Regions from separate parts of the Zea mays genome. Here all the other regions are linked to region 3. A link is a contact called in public Hi-C data. All regions are on one chromosome and are shown on one strand. Each heading gives the region's core, a stretch centred on a gene start, on an enhancer-like site or on the middle of the called end of the contact. The rest is flanking DNA. Distances are from core to core; before and after follow the strand shown. Region 1 holds the start of LOC100194340. Region 2 holds the start of LOC100193495 (RNA-binding CRS1 / YhbY (CRM) domain protein). Region 3 holds the start of LOC100281817 (endochitinase A-like).

Region 1 (4,364 bases), core at 1,815-4,314, 170 kb after region 3:
AACAAACCAAGTGGTGGCAAAGGATGATCCATATATGCCAAAAATGAATCAAAATAGATTTGAGTTCTATTTGAAGTGATTTTGCACTTGTTCTAGTTGCTTTATGTTGTGTTGGCATAAATCACCAAAAAGGGGGAGATTGAAAGGGAAATGTGCCCTTGGGCCATTTCTAAGTATTTTGGTGATTGAGTGTCAACATAAGTGCTTAAATGTGAATCAATGCTCATGGATGAACAAAGTGCAAATCTAGAGCAAAGGTATGTTTCTATGTCTTAGTACATTGGTTTTGTGTACTAATATACTTGTCTAAGTGTTAGAAACAGAAAGAAGAAGAGAAGAGAAGACTTGGCTGTGTACAGCCAAGAGGCTGTTTCGGTCTGGGGCACCGGACTGTCCGGTGGTGCACCGGACAGTGTCCGGTGCGCCAGGCTGCCTCGACCTGAAGACGCCGCTCTCGGGAATTTGCCGACGGCGTACGGCTAAAATTCACCGGACTGTCCGGTGTGCACCGGACTGTCCGGTGAGCCAACGGTCGGCTGAGCCAACGGTCGGCCGCGCGATCTGCGCGGGACACGTGGCCTGGCCAACGGTCGGAAGGAGGCACCGGACTATCCGGTGTGCACCGGACTGTCCGGTGCGCCAGATCTGCAACGGTTGGCAACGGTCGGCTGCGCCTGTTAAGGAAAGAAATCGGGCACCGGACAGTGTCCGGTGTGCACCGGACTGTCCGGTGCGCCCGACGACAGAAGGCAAGGATGGCCTGCCAGATTTGTTCTCAACGGCTCCTAGCTACCTTGGGGCTATAAAAGGGACCCCTAGGCGCATGGAGGAGGACACCAAGCAACTCTTGAGCATTCCTGATCATCCACACTGAGTCTTTGCGCATCCGTTTGTGATTCTAAGTGATTCGAGCTCTGTTCTTGTGAGAAACTGTGAGATAGTCTTTGAGCTCGATTCTTGGCCGTGTGTGTGCGCATCTCGCTGTGGATTTGTGTGTGTTGCTTCCCTCCCTTACTCCGTGCTTCTTTGTGAATCTTAAGTGTAAGGGCGAGAGACTCCAATTTGTGGAGATTCCTCGCGAGTGGGATAAAGATAAGCAAGGCAAAACACCGTGGTATTCAAGTGGGTCTTTGGACCGCTTGAGAGGGGTTGATTGCAACCCTCGTCCGTTGGGACGCCACAACGTGGAGTAGGCAAGTTTTGTACTTGGCCGAACCACGGGATAAATCACCGTGTCTCCTCTGTGTTGAATTCTCTGTGATTGTTGTATTGTGCAAGATGTCCTCTTTAGCCACTTGGCAATTATTGTGCTAACCCTTAACAAGTTTTTTTTGTGGCTATAAGTTAAGTTATTACAGGATCACCTATTCACCCCCCCTCTAGGTGCTCTCATCATCTTCTGAGGTAATGGAGATCAACCGTCGGACAAATGTTCCATATGTAATATGGGACAACAAACCCTGAATTGATATTCTAGGGTCGTTTATGTCGCAACTAATCTCCTCACAAGCTCGAGCCAAAAGCTGGTCAAAAGATGGTCTTTCAACGAACAACATGGTCACGATCTTCATACCATCAAAAGTAACACTCCCATAAGCATCTATCTCCACCCTTCCTCCATGGTATAGTGTTACTAGGCTGTCCATCTATTGCAAAAATGGATTACTAACTCAATAATGGCTATATACTTAAGCCTACTAACTTACTAAGTAATAAATATATATTAACTAATAACTATACAGTAAATATTAAATGAACACATCAAACGAAATTACATAATCTATAAATAATGTACGAAAACTATGTATACCTGAGAACGCGTACGAGTCCAGCTAACGGTGGAGAAGGTCAAGTCGGACGAACACCTACGTAAAAAAAACCAATTGTCAGTAAAAAATTTGGCAGCACCTCCCCTGTAAAGTGATGTTTATAGAACCTGCGAATAAACGACAACACGATGGTTGCCAACACAGAAAACATGTAATATCAATGCGCTAAACAAAATGGTAACTATATAATCACTAAGAATTTACTAAACACTATCAATATACTACGCAACAAACTAGCTAACTATTTTAATAAACACTAACAACGAAATATCTAACTATTTACTAAACAATAAATAAGTGGATACCTAACTAATTACTACTAGTTTACAAACTAAGAAATTAAAAAAATACTGGTCGGCAGTGGGGGCGGGAGCTACCGGGGCCGGAGCGGGCGGTGGCCGATCGTTGGCCGGACTCCGGGCGGCGGGGACTGGTCGGCAGTGGACTGCGGGCGAGCTCGGGGCGGCAGTGGACTGCGTGGGGCGGGCGGCGGCGAGCCGGGCCGGAGCTGGAGCGGGGCGGGCGGCCGGCGGCAGGGACTCGGGGCGGGCGGGCGGCGGCAGTGACTCCGGGCGAGCTCGGGCGGAGCTCGAGCGGGGATCGCGGCGGCGAGCTGGAGCTGGGCCGGGCGGGCGGGCGGCGGCGAGCCGGAGCTGGGGCAGGCGGCGGCGATTTGTGGACGGCGGCGGCGATTTCGTAAACGGCGGCGGCGTGATTTGGAATGAGCAGAGAAGAGAAGAAACGCGCAGAGAGAAGGCAGTTTGCGGGTTTTTCCTAGCTCGGCGCCAAGATCTGTAGCGCCGAGCTAGGTGCCACGCAGGACTGCCACGTCACGAAGCTCGGCGCCATAGGCTATGGCGCCGAGCTGTGTTACCTCGGCGCCACAGCCTGTGGCGCCGAGCTTCGGGTCCAAACGTGCAAATAAAATTTCTGGGGGTCCAAACGTAAATTTTTGACTCGAAAGGGGCTAAAAAACAAAAAATTCGGGCACTGCCGCGGCGAGTTTAGCGCGGTGGAGACGAATAGGAGGGCGTGAGCGGTGGCAGCGAGATTAGCGGGGGTGGGGAGGGTGGAGCCATGATGAGGGTGTGGACGCCCTCCTTACCCTCTTAAGAAATAGTAGAGATATAAACGGACGGTCAGGGCCGGACCTCTTCCCTGATCCCACCATCGTCCATCCTTAAAACCCTGCTTGCCTAAAGCCTCGTCTCTTCCTTCAATTCTTCCCCAACGCAGGCTCTTCCCCCGCACAGCAGCATCTTTCTTCTCCTCTTCGCGGCGCGTCCTCCGGGTTAAGGAAAAAAAAGCGGGGAAAAGGGAGAAGAATCGCACGTCCCGCCGCCGCCCGCTCTGCTAGTGCTAGCTGCTGCTGGTTTGGTCGTTTCCCGGCCGCCGCGCCGGTGACGCAGATCGACAGCTCCTGCCCATCTCAGAGTCCATCGCCGCTGATCCTGCCTGTGCCTGGTAAGACCTTACCCGTTTCACTTTTTTTCTTCTTCTTCTTTTCCTTGGACTGGTATTGGCGTATTATATTGCTGCTATGCCTATGCATGCATGCTCGATCGTGTTCTTGCGTCGTCCTTTCCGCACAGCTGGCTCCCCCGGGGGAGGGGGTGGCTACCGGTATGGGCCTACGTCGGCGGCGACCGGTTTTAATAATTAGACGTGCGATTACTGCTAATTAACGCAACTTATTCTCGCCTCCCGATAATCAATGGATGTGCTGCTAACGACGTCGCGAGGAGGGTAGGATCGACGAGCGTATTCAAGGCGGCCTCCCACTTTGGTTTAAAGGCTGCTACTGCGGAAAAAAATTTGGTGCAGCTCTGCTGCAAATCATATTGTTTACAGCCCCTCACAAAAAGGCAGATAGACTCCACCTGCAGGTCCACCAGATAACGTTGTAGTTATGTTATTGCTACTGCAGGTGGGATCTATCATCATTTTTTGTGAGGAGCTGTAAACCAGACTGTTTGCAGTAGTGCTGCACCAAATTTTTTTCCGCTGCTGGCACGCGTGATCGGCAAAATATATAATAACGTACGGTGTCTCTTGTCTGATGATCGGAACTGCAAAACAACCTAGCTAGTGCTACAGCTACTACTAGACAAATTCGTCAGTCAATCATGAACGGTTTCCCTGCTGCTAGCGCCACAGTGCGCAGTCAATACAATAGGCCTGCCTGCTCTCTCTCTCTCTCAATCAGAATGAATGACGCCCAAATGGAAGAACGCTAGTGCAGTTGCAGCAGCACCGCCGTCGCTAGCTAGAGCCTGCCTGACGTCCAACAGCTGGCGCCTGCCTGTCGTACGTACGTCTTCCGCATGTCGCTAGCTACAACTGATCATTTACGAGCCGAAATACGTGACGGCGCCATCATATCAGCCCCTGTAATCAAGGAGCGAGATGATGTAGACCCGTACGATTAATTTCGCGCTGCAAACGGCGGTAGCTTTTCGTTCATGCTCAGACATGATTATGCTTTACGATAGCTCTGAAACCCGTCAGCTCCTAATGTCCTACAGGCATGTAACG
Region 2 (4,224 bases), core at 874-3,373, 230 kb after region 3:
TTCATCTGTGCATGAAGATCTTCAAGCTCCTGCTCAAGTCTGGGAATGTACCGCCTAAGAGCTCTGAGCTTTTCCATATATTTGGATTTATCCAGTGCCTAGTTGAAAAATTCTAAAACAATAAATATGGTGAACAGAAGAATTTTTAGAGAGGAAAAAGGATGACTATTTCTCTATGCTTTAGTCTATTATTAATTTACACCTCAAAACACCCTTGCCTCTACCTAGGTAAATTGGCTGGATACGTTTCCGATTATTTAACACAACAACATTAATAGAAAACTTGTTGAAATAAATCACACAAATTTAGGAAAGCCCTACCGTGTCTCAAATCACTTCAACTCCTTGGAACTGTCCAATTACTAGTGTTCTATTAATGTTTTATACCCAACTACAGCATACATCCTATGGTAAAGATGTAGATATATGTTTTCCTTGCTCTATGATGCCAGAAGACATACCTTTTTTCTAGAGAGGGAAACTTTTGGAGACATGATCTCTGGTGGTGGCTGTGCATAGTTTTTCCCTCTGTACATAATAATTGTGTTCCCATCTTGAATGTCAAGCACAATCCCACCACTTAGTGTGGCTAACTCGATGGCAATTTCCTTGACCTCCTCTGGTGTAAATGTCTTCACAATTACCTGGAGAGTTTGATGCTTTTTCCAATGCAAGTGCATGTTCAAGATCACTCCCTGGTAAATTCCACGTCTTCCAACAGGCACATAATTTTTACATTTTTGGCCCATCTTGAGGAAATAGAAGTGCTCTTCAGGTGTAAGCACCTCGGGATCATGTGTAGGTTCTGATGGATCCTCTGGTTCAATTTTCTTCAGTGCCACAACAAGCCGCTCTTCCTTCTTTCGAGCCTTTATGGAAAATCCAAGAAAACATAAAACACGTTCAGGATAGAGCGATTACACACAAGAGAAGCAGTTTCTTGCTCGAGTGAAGGTTCACTAAATGCCAAATGGCGAATAGGAACATTGCAGATCAAGCTACCTCGCATGAACGCAAGCGAACTTGAATTCTTTGTTTTAAAGAACAACTGTTATCATATCAAAATCTGAAGGAATGCAACTTACTAGCTTCAGTTTGTACAAAATCTTCTCCTCTGCAGTCATTCTTTGAAACTCCTTTTTCTTTTTCCATCTCAAGGATTTCAAAAAATTTGTCACTGCCCTCCTTCCTTTCAGCTTTGTCCTCTTGGGTTTTAGTTCACTAGAACCATCAACCGGTACAGGCACTCCTGGATTCTGTTGTTGAGGCTCTGCAGTAGCCTGATTTCCGCTATTGACTGATGGACTCGTATGGATACAATGGCAGGCTTGAATGCTACAACTCTGCAACAACCTGAAGAACCTAGCATCTCGGTTGAAAACCTTGTGGAAAGTATAACTATAACAGAATCAGAACGTGCAAAAAAAAAAAACTGCAGACGTGCTTCAATAATGAACTGGTGCACCGCTGAGGATCAGAATGCGCTCGTCGGTATGGGTGCGCAGAGACAGATAAACTATAGACCACAAACGTAGAAACGTGGCTGAAAGCAATAAACTGTGTTCGAAGGTTCCCCTCCGGCATTTCAGCAAACACTTGATGCCCACACTATGCCCCGTGGAGGCTTTTACCGTTTTATCACAGACCAACGGCACAGGAGCGACCGAAAGCAAAGTCTAGGCATGAGGTCACAAAATCTGCATCGACCACTTAATAGTAGTAATGAGGGGGAGGGGGAGGAGGATCAGTGGGTTTTGTCTGACTCTTACGATGGTGAGCTGCGCAGACGCGCGAGCAGCTCCAGCGTCCCATGGGAAGACGCCGAGTCCCCACCGTGAGACGGCGGGCAAAGCGAGCGAGGCCGTGGCGCCTGCCGCTGCCACCACCTCGTGTGCCGACGGAGCACGAAGAGACGGCTGGCCATCACCGGGCAGCAGGGCGCACGCAGGTAGGAAGCGCGAGAGAGCGTGATGGAGAAACCACACCGGCGCCCAGGGCCGAAGCGCGCGGGAGCTACGCCGACGGCGGGGAGGCGGGAGCACCGCCGCCGACGCCGACGCCGACCGCGTGGTGGGGGTTCCTGCGCTGCGCGGCGCGACCGTGCGGGTGGGGCATTGCGTCGCGTTGCGGCGCGAGAATTCTGCTGGAGCGCAGCGGGGAAGCTATACTATAGCTGCGTGATCGGGACGAGACGGCGCCACGGGCTCTCGGCCGTGTGGGCCGTGTAAAAAAAAGCATAGATGCGGGCCGTGTCTGGCTTGGCCTAGCCTAGCCTAGCCTAGCAGCCCAGGCCAGTGTGGATCGGAACGCTCCGCGTGGGCTTCCTCCGGCAGAGGCTTCAACTGTGGCGGTGGCCTGAGGAGTGAGGAGGACTGCCTGGCCCTGACTCTGTTTCCGTTTCTTGTTGATTTAGAAAGGTGGGAAAAAAGTTTACCAGTGTCGAGGAGTTATGGGAGAAATTGACTGACGGATACAGGTGATTAGAATCATTACCGAATAGCTCGAGGCCACCTTCTCTGCGTGCTAGTTTGAGAGGCACAAAATCGAAATTTTTTTAAAGGGGTTAGAATCTCCTTAGGGCTTGTTCGGTTGTCCAGGATTGGACCTAAATTTATTCCACCTTATGAAATCTTATATAAAATAGGTAAACAATCCAGACAGTAATAGTTCCAGGCCATCATTCCTGAGGAAGCGAACAGCCCCTTATCCAAAATATCGGTCTTCTTATTCAAAATACCCATCGGTTTTGTGCTCCACGAACTAGTCCTGAGTGATCCAGCCCTTGAGCACCCTGAAGGTAGTCAATGAAAGAGGAGAGGGGCATCACGCGCTTGGTCAATCCGACACCGTCGGGTTTCTATGACTAATTTTCAGTCACTCCATTTTGTTCCATTTTAGTTTACAATTTACTAAATACGGAAACCAACATTTTAATTTCTGTATTTTTTTATAATTTAGACACAGAAATAGAATAAAATAAAAAGCCTAGAAATTAATCCGTAGAAACCAAACGTCTCCTAAGCAAAGACGATTGATCCAATCAAGGCACCTGCAAATGCCTGCATGTTGACAAATGGATAAGCAAGGCGATACCCAGCCCAGTCCACCCCAAGACATTCGGTAAAGGCACCGAGGACCTTTGAACAGGGTAGGGGGAGTTGAAGCCTTCTCGTGGCGTGGCGTGGTCATACACCTGAAATGGTCTCATGGAGTTGAAATGTAAAGGTCCTTGTCAACCAGCCTTGACTCAGAGGGTACACTAGTGGTCACGGCGCTGACCAATCAGGCAGTACCAGAGCGGGGATGGAAAGATGGATTCGTCGCGTCTCTCGCATCACTGACCAATCCAACAGTAACTGAAACAAAAAACGCGGGAGGGAAGCCTTTATGCCCGGTCGAGCATGTCCAACGGCCGCCGCTCCATCATCAGAAGCTTGACGCGCGGCGCCCTAGTTCAGACGGTGCAGAGCTCGGTCGGTCGGGTCGTCGTCACGTCTCCATGATCCCAGGACTGCCTAGTGGCGAAGGTCGAGCGACCGCGAGCTGCACGGCCGGCACACGCTGGACTGCTGGAGCGTCGCGCGGACCGTGGCGTGGGCATGTGACTATGCGAGCGGGGGAGCTAACCGCCTCACATGGCCACATGGGGGCATGGAGGTTGGTTTCGCGCGGCCATGGCCGGCTTGCGGTCCCCGTACTACTGTCGGTGTGGCCGTGTGGGTGCTTGGCAATTGGCATCGGCCAGTGCCACGAGCCCGTGGATGGGTGCGCGCGCTGGATCGCAGCAGATCCCAGTGATTACACCGTATATATGGCCCCAAGGACAAAGACAAAACGAGCTTCTTCGAGGGGAAACTGGAGAGGCCAAATCCCTTGCTCGTCGTGACGCATCGCGCACATCACAAGTCGTGGCGTTTTCCCTCGAGCTATTATTACGCGTCACTCTTCCGAACGCAGTAGCGTGCTAACAGGTGGTAACGGCAACATTCTGACGACATGTTCGGAATCCAGGAAATGGGCCATGCACGCAATCTGCAGACTACAGGAGATGCTGCCATGTGATAGAAGAAATAAAGCCCTGACCTGAATAAAACAGGGGAAACCTTGTCCCCGAGGCCCGAGCAAACCTTAAGGGCTAATTTGGTGATTAGGGATCCCTAGGGGATCCATGGGGAGGAATCCCCTCGCAATTCAATTTTAAATAGCAAGAGGATTTCTTCCCCT
Region 3 (4,196 bases), core at 567-3,066:
AAGTTGAAAAACTCCGGAGTTATTACTGTGGATTATGTCCACACATCAAATAATCTGGCAGATCAATTCACTAAGGGTCTATCACGCAATGTGATAGAAAGTGCATCGAGGGAAATGAGTATGAGACCCATGTGAGATCTACTCTAGTGGTAACCTGCTCTATGTGATCGGAGATCCCGTGAAGTAGAGTGGAGAAACAAGCTAGGAGTAGATTGTGAGGAAAGATCCCTTCTTTAACTCATTTCTGATGCACATCTTTCCTATCTGTAAGGCAGGATGGTTTTTACCTTAATGTATTCCAAGAGTCTTATAAAGGTGAGATGTTGTCCTACAGAACATCTTCTGAGGAATACACCTATATGAGTCAGACTGCTAGTCACAGTCTATGGGATTTGGGTAATCCCTAAATACTCATGAAAGGCACTGAAGTGTGACTTATATGCTTCTAAACAGCGGGAATACCCTTCTGCAGCCTAGTATCAGCAAAGGATTTGAGTGAATCTTATTTCGCACAAAACTGTCAATTCAAGGCATAGTCCATTGTTCAGTTGTGAATAAGTGAAACTCTTATTCTAGATGGATGTTCAACTTAACAGTCTCCATCGAAACACTGGTATATCAAAGGATTGTGATTCTGATACTTCATCATTACAAACCCTAGAGTTTGGTGGGGATTGTTGGATCTTTTATGGGCTTGGCCCATTTATTGAATAAACTCTATGGTGTGTAATGGTGGAGAATACCAATAGTACCACATTGGAAGTCCAAGGGTCTTTTGCCTTGACTTATATGGTGGGATTTATTCCACTTAACTTGAGAAGTCAAGAAATGGACAAGGGCGTGCCACACGCGCGCGCGCGCGCGCCGCCGCCGCCGCCGCCGGCCGGGCCGGGCCGGGCGTGGCGTGGCGTGGCGAGGCGAGGCAGGCAGGCAGGCAGGCAGGCGAGCGGGCGTGGTGTGGTTGTGTTAATTTTTAGCACTCACTAACCGCGTCAGCCGAGTGACCCTGTCTCTTCGTCTGCCGAGTGACCCTGTCTCTTCGTCAGCCAGCCGAGTGACCCTTCTCCTTCAGCTGCCGACTTATGGCGTGACTCGGCAAGAGCTGGCCGACTCATGACATAACTCGGCTAGAGCTGGCCGACTCTTGGCGTGACTCGGCGACCTTTCTCCTTCAGCTTCCCTCTGCGAGAGGTTAAATAGAGGAGCACCCCTGTCACTCGGTACACGCGAGAAACACTTTCAGTCTCACAATCCAGCCGCCGAGTGAGGGTATTTCCATCTCGTGACTCTGCGCGCACAGAGAAGCGAGAGGGCCGGTGCCGTTCGAGACCTTGCACGGGGGATCGGCAATTAGGTTTTTGGGGAGCGTCTACGCGACTGCCCAAAACATCTCCAACATGACAAAAGAAGCTGGTCAGGGATCTGGATCATCAGAGCGCATCGGAGGGTATGATCAGTTTATTTACTTACTGTTTTACGTTCTGCAGATTACATATGTTTCATATGTTCACCTCTGTAGTTTCATATGTAGTCACGTATTTAGCTCTTCTGTTCTGTCATTTTATAATATGTTATATCTGTTTGTTTTAGTTTTACAGCCATGCTGTTTATATTGCTATCTACTTATTCTTAATTGTTCCGTAATAATTCATGAACCATGTTTATATACTTATTTTATTTACATGCTTTATGTTCCCTTGATCCATATTGGTATGGATCAATTTAAGATCACGATTTCTATGGTTAATTATTTATATGTCATCATCATAATGTTAATTTATGAAATTAAAATAATACGGAAAATGCCTATAATTCTAACACGTTCTTCGACGGCATCAGGTCCCACGCACGGGACGGGTGCGAGGGCAAGAATTTCTACACGCGGAGCGCGTTCGTGAGCGCCGCCGGCGCGTTCCCGGGCTTCGCGCACGGCGGCACGGAGGCGGATGGCAAGCGCGAGATCGCCGCCTTCTTCGCGCACGTCACGTTCGAGACCGGATGTAAAGACGCCGCTACCGCCAATTAGCTACATATACGTATAGTTCCTTCCTTGTTTGCATGATTTTCATTTGATACATCCATGTGCATGGCAACAGATTTCTGCTACATCAACCAGATCAACGGGAGGGGCCAGGCCTCGTGCGACTCAGGCGTGAAGCAGTGGCCGTGCGCGCCGGGGAAGCAGTACTACGGGCGCGGCCCGCTGCAGATCTCGTGGAACTTCAACTACGGCCCGGCGGGGCAGAGCATCGGCTTCGACGCGCTGGGGGACCCGGACAGGGTGGCGCAGGACCCCGTGATCTCGTTCAAGACGGCGCTCTGGCTCTGGATGAGCAGCGCGCACCAGGTGGTGCCGCAGGGGTTCGGCGCCACCATCAGGGCCCTCCACGGCGCCCTCGAGTGCAACGGCAACAGCCCCGCCACGGTGAACGCGCGCGTGGGCTACTACAAGGAGTACTGCAAGCAGTTCGGCGTCGGCCCGGGGAACAACCTCACCTGCTAGAGACGTGCCGGGGACCCTAGCTAAACCCTAAATACTCCAGCTCGTGGTGAAGAAATAAAAATGGGCTCATGATGCTGAAATGAAACTCGCTGCTATATGCATGGGTCCACCCGAATAACGAAGAAGACTGGCGAGAAGCTGTCGACTCTTATTTGCGAAGATCAGAATATCAATCTATTCTGTCTATACTATGTGTAAAAAAGGTTTTTTAATACCACTATACTATAAAACCCGAGTTTCTTAGGGGCTGTCGCTCGATGATCGAAACGCCGAAACTCGCGACAATTAGAGGCAAGACCAAAGCACACTGAATGCCAGGCATGAATGTGGATCTCCTAGTCCTTGGAGGATTTGTGGAAATTGGCTTGAAGGAATCTGACGCCCGACTCTGATACGAGACCAAGCTCGAGTCACCCAGCTGAAGTCAGGAGCCGAGAGACCGAAACGGTTACGAGATGGAAATTTTTTACATTTAGGACTAGTTTTAAAACTTAAATCCTCTTTAAAATTCCTAAGAATTAAGTGAAAAATAAGTTAATTTTCTTCTCAGTGCTCAGAAATTCGGAGAGGGTTTAAGTTTCTAAACTAAGCCTTATCTGATTTTAAAGTTGGGCAAGGAAATCTGGACTCGTGCAACTGCATTAGGTCGTGAAGGCAAAAGCAAAATTCGATATTTTCCCCTTCGAATCGAATTGCTGGTGTTTTGAATCAGACCGTCTGATCCATGGGCCGGGCGGCATATCCTGACCCCCCACGCGCGTGAAAGCGGCCGGGTGACCAACAATTTTATGTTCTTAGACCGTCTTCAAGGGTTACCGCTGCCGCTCCCGCACGCCACATTTAACGGCTACAGTACACACGTAAGCCGCTCAACGGATGACTCTACCAGGCACCCTACGCTGCCGTTCCCCCTAGCAAGCTTCTCTCTCCCCCTCATTCTGTCGTGTATCTCTCACCCCCTCTAACACTGTTCACGTGGGCCCACTTCCAGTTATTAGTAGATGAAAAATTGATAGGAGGTGAAAAGTAGGTATAGAAAAGGTGAAAAGTAGGTATAGAAAATGATATTTTATGGTTGTAGTGAGGTGTAGGGGAAGGATTTAGGGGGAACCGCTGTACATGGTGGAGATATAGGGGGAAGAAAACGCTGACGTGACACGTGAGTGGGATATAGAGGGCCAAATTTAGGGGTAACCGCTGAAGACAGTCTTACATCAACAACACTGTGCAAAAGCCCCTATACCAATTACCATAAATTTAGAATTTTTCCGTAATATGACAATGAGTATCCAAAACTCGATGTTTGATGGGTAAAACTTCCATTAGAGCACGGATATAGCTTAATTTTGATATATACGAGTACTTTATTAGGCACTTTACAATATCCGTTGGGCTTAGTTGGCACGAGTATGTTCTCTATTCCAAAACCCGCTGCTGATAGAAAATCCATTAACATACTATATGTGTATCCGAGTTATTAGAAATATTCCATAAAACTTAGAAGGACAAAGGATACGCCTTAAGCTCCAAAAACTTAAACGCCTTAATATTTAAATATTAAGTGTTGTGTACTGAACAATTAGATAACTATCCTAATGTTATATGTTATAGTCGAGAACTCTTTTTTGAGCTATGAGTGTTATATTTTGTGTAATTTGGTGGCATGATGCTCCTATTTAATGTTGAATGTTGT

The links. A called contact is a pair of places that touch in the nucleus more often than the background predicts.
Region 1: a Hi-C map of tassel shows a contact between it and region 3, with 2.2 times the contacts expected there. The contact joins the promoter of LOC100194340 here to the promoter of LOC100281817 in region 3. A contact is called at or near these places in 3 of 25 Hi-C or Micro-C datasets (ear, leaf and tassel).
Region 2: a Hi-C map of ear shows a contact between it and region 3, with 2.8 times the contacts expected there. The contact joins the promoter of LOC100193495 here to the promoter of LOC100281817 in region 3. A contact is called at or near these places in 3 of 25 Hi-C or Micro-C datasets (bundle sheath, ear and leaf).

Annotation. Positions count from the first base shown.
Region 1 is chr2:35,259,204-35,263,567 of Zm-B73-REFERENCE-NAM-5.0, forward strand. LOC100194340 reads left to right here and starts at 3,065. Exons shown (of 6, transcript NM_001139376.2): 1 at 3,065-3,293.
Region 2 is chr2:35,327,407-35,331,630 of Zm-B73-REFERENCE-NAM-5.0, forward strand. LOC100193495 (RNA-binding CRS1 / YhbY (CRM) domain protein) reads right to left here and starts at 2,124. Exons shown (of 4, transcript NM_001138609.1): 1 at 1,770-2,124; 2 at 1,086-1,398; 3 at 462-869; 4 at 1-98. The coding sequence starts at 1,924. It overlaps LOC100280813 (calmodulin), which reads right to left. Exons shown (of 1, transcript NM_001153733.2): 1 at 4,034-4,224.
Region 3 is chr2:35,092,758-35,096,953 of Zm-B73-REFERENCE-NAM-5.0, forward strand. It overlaps LOC100281817 (endochitinase A-like), which reads left to right and starts at 1,817. Exons shown (of 2, transcript XM_020547713.2): 1 at 1,817-2,000; 2 at 2,097-2,639. The coding sequence starts at 1,817. The coding sequence ends at 2,503.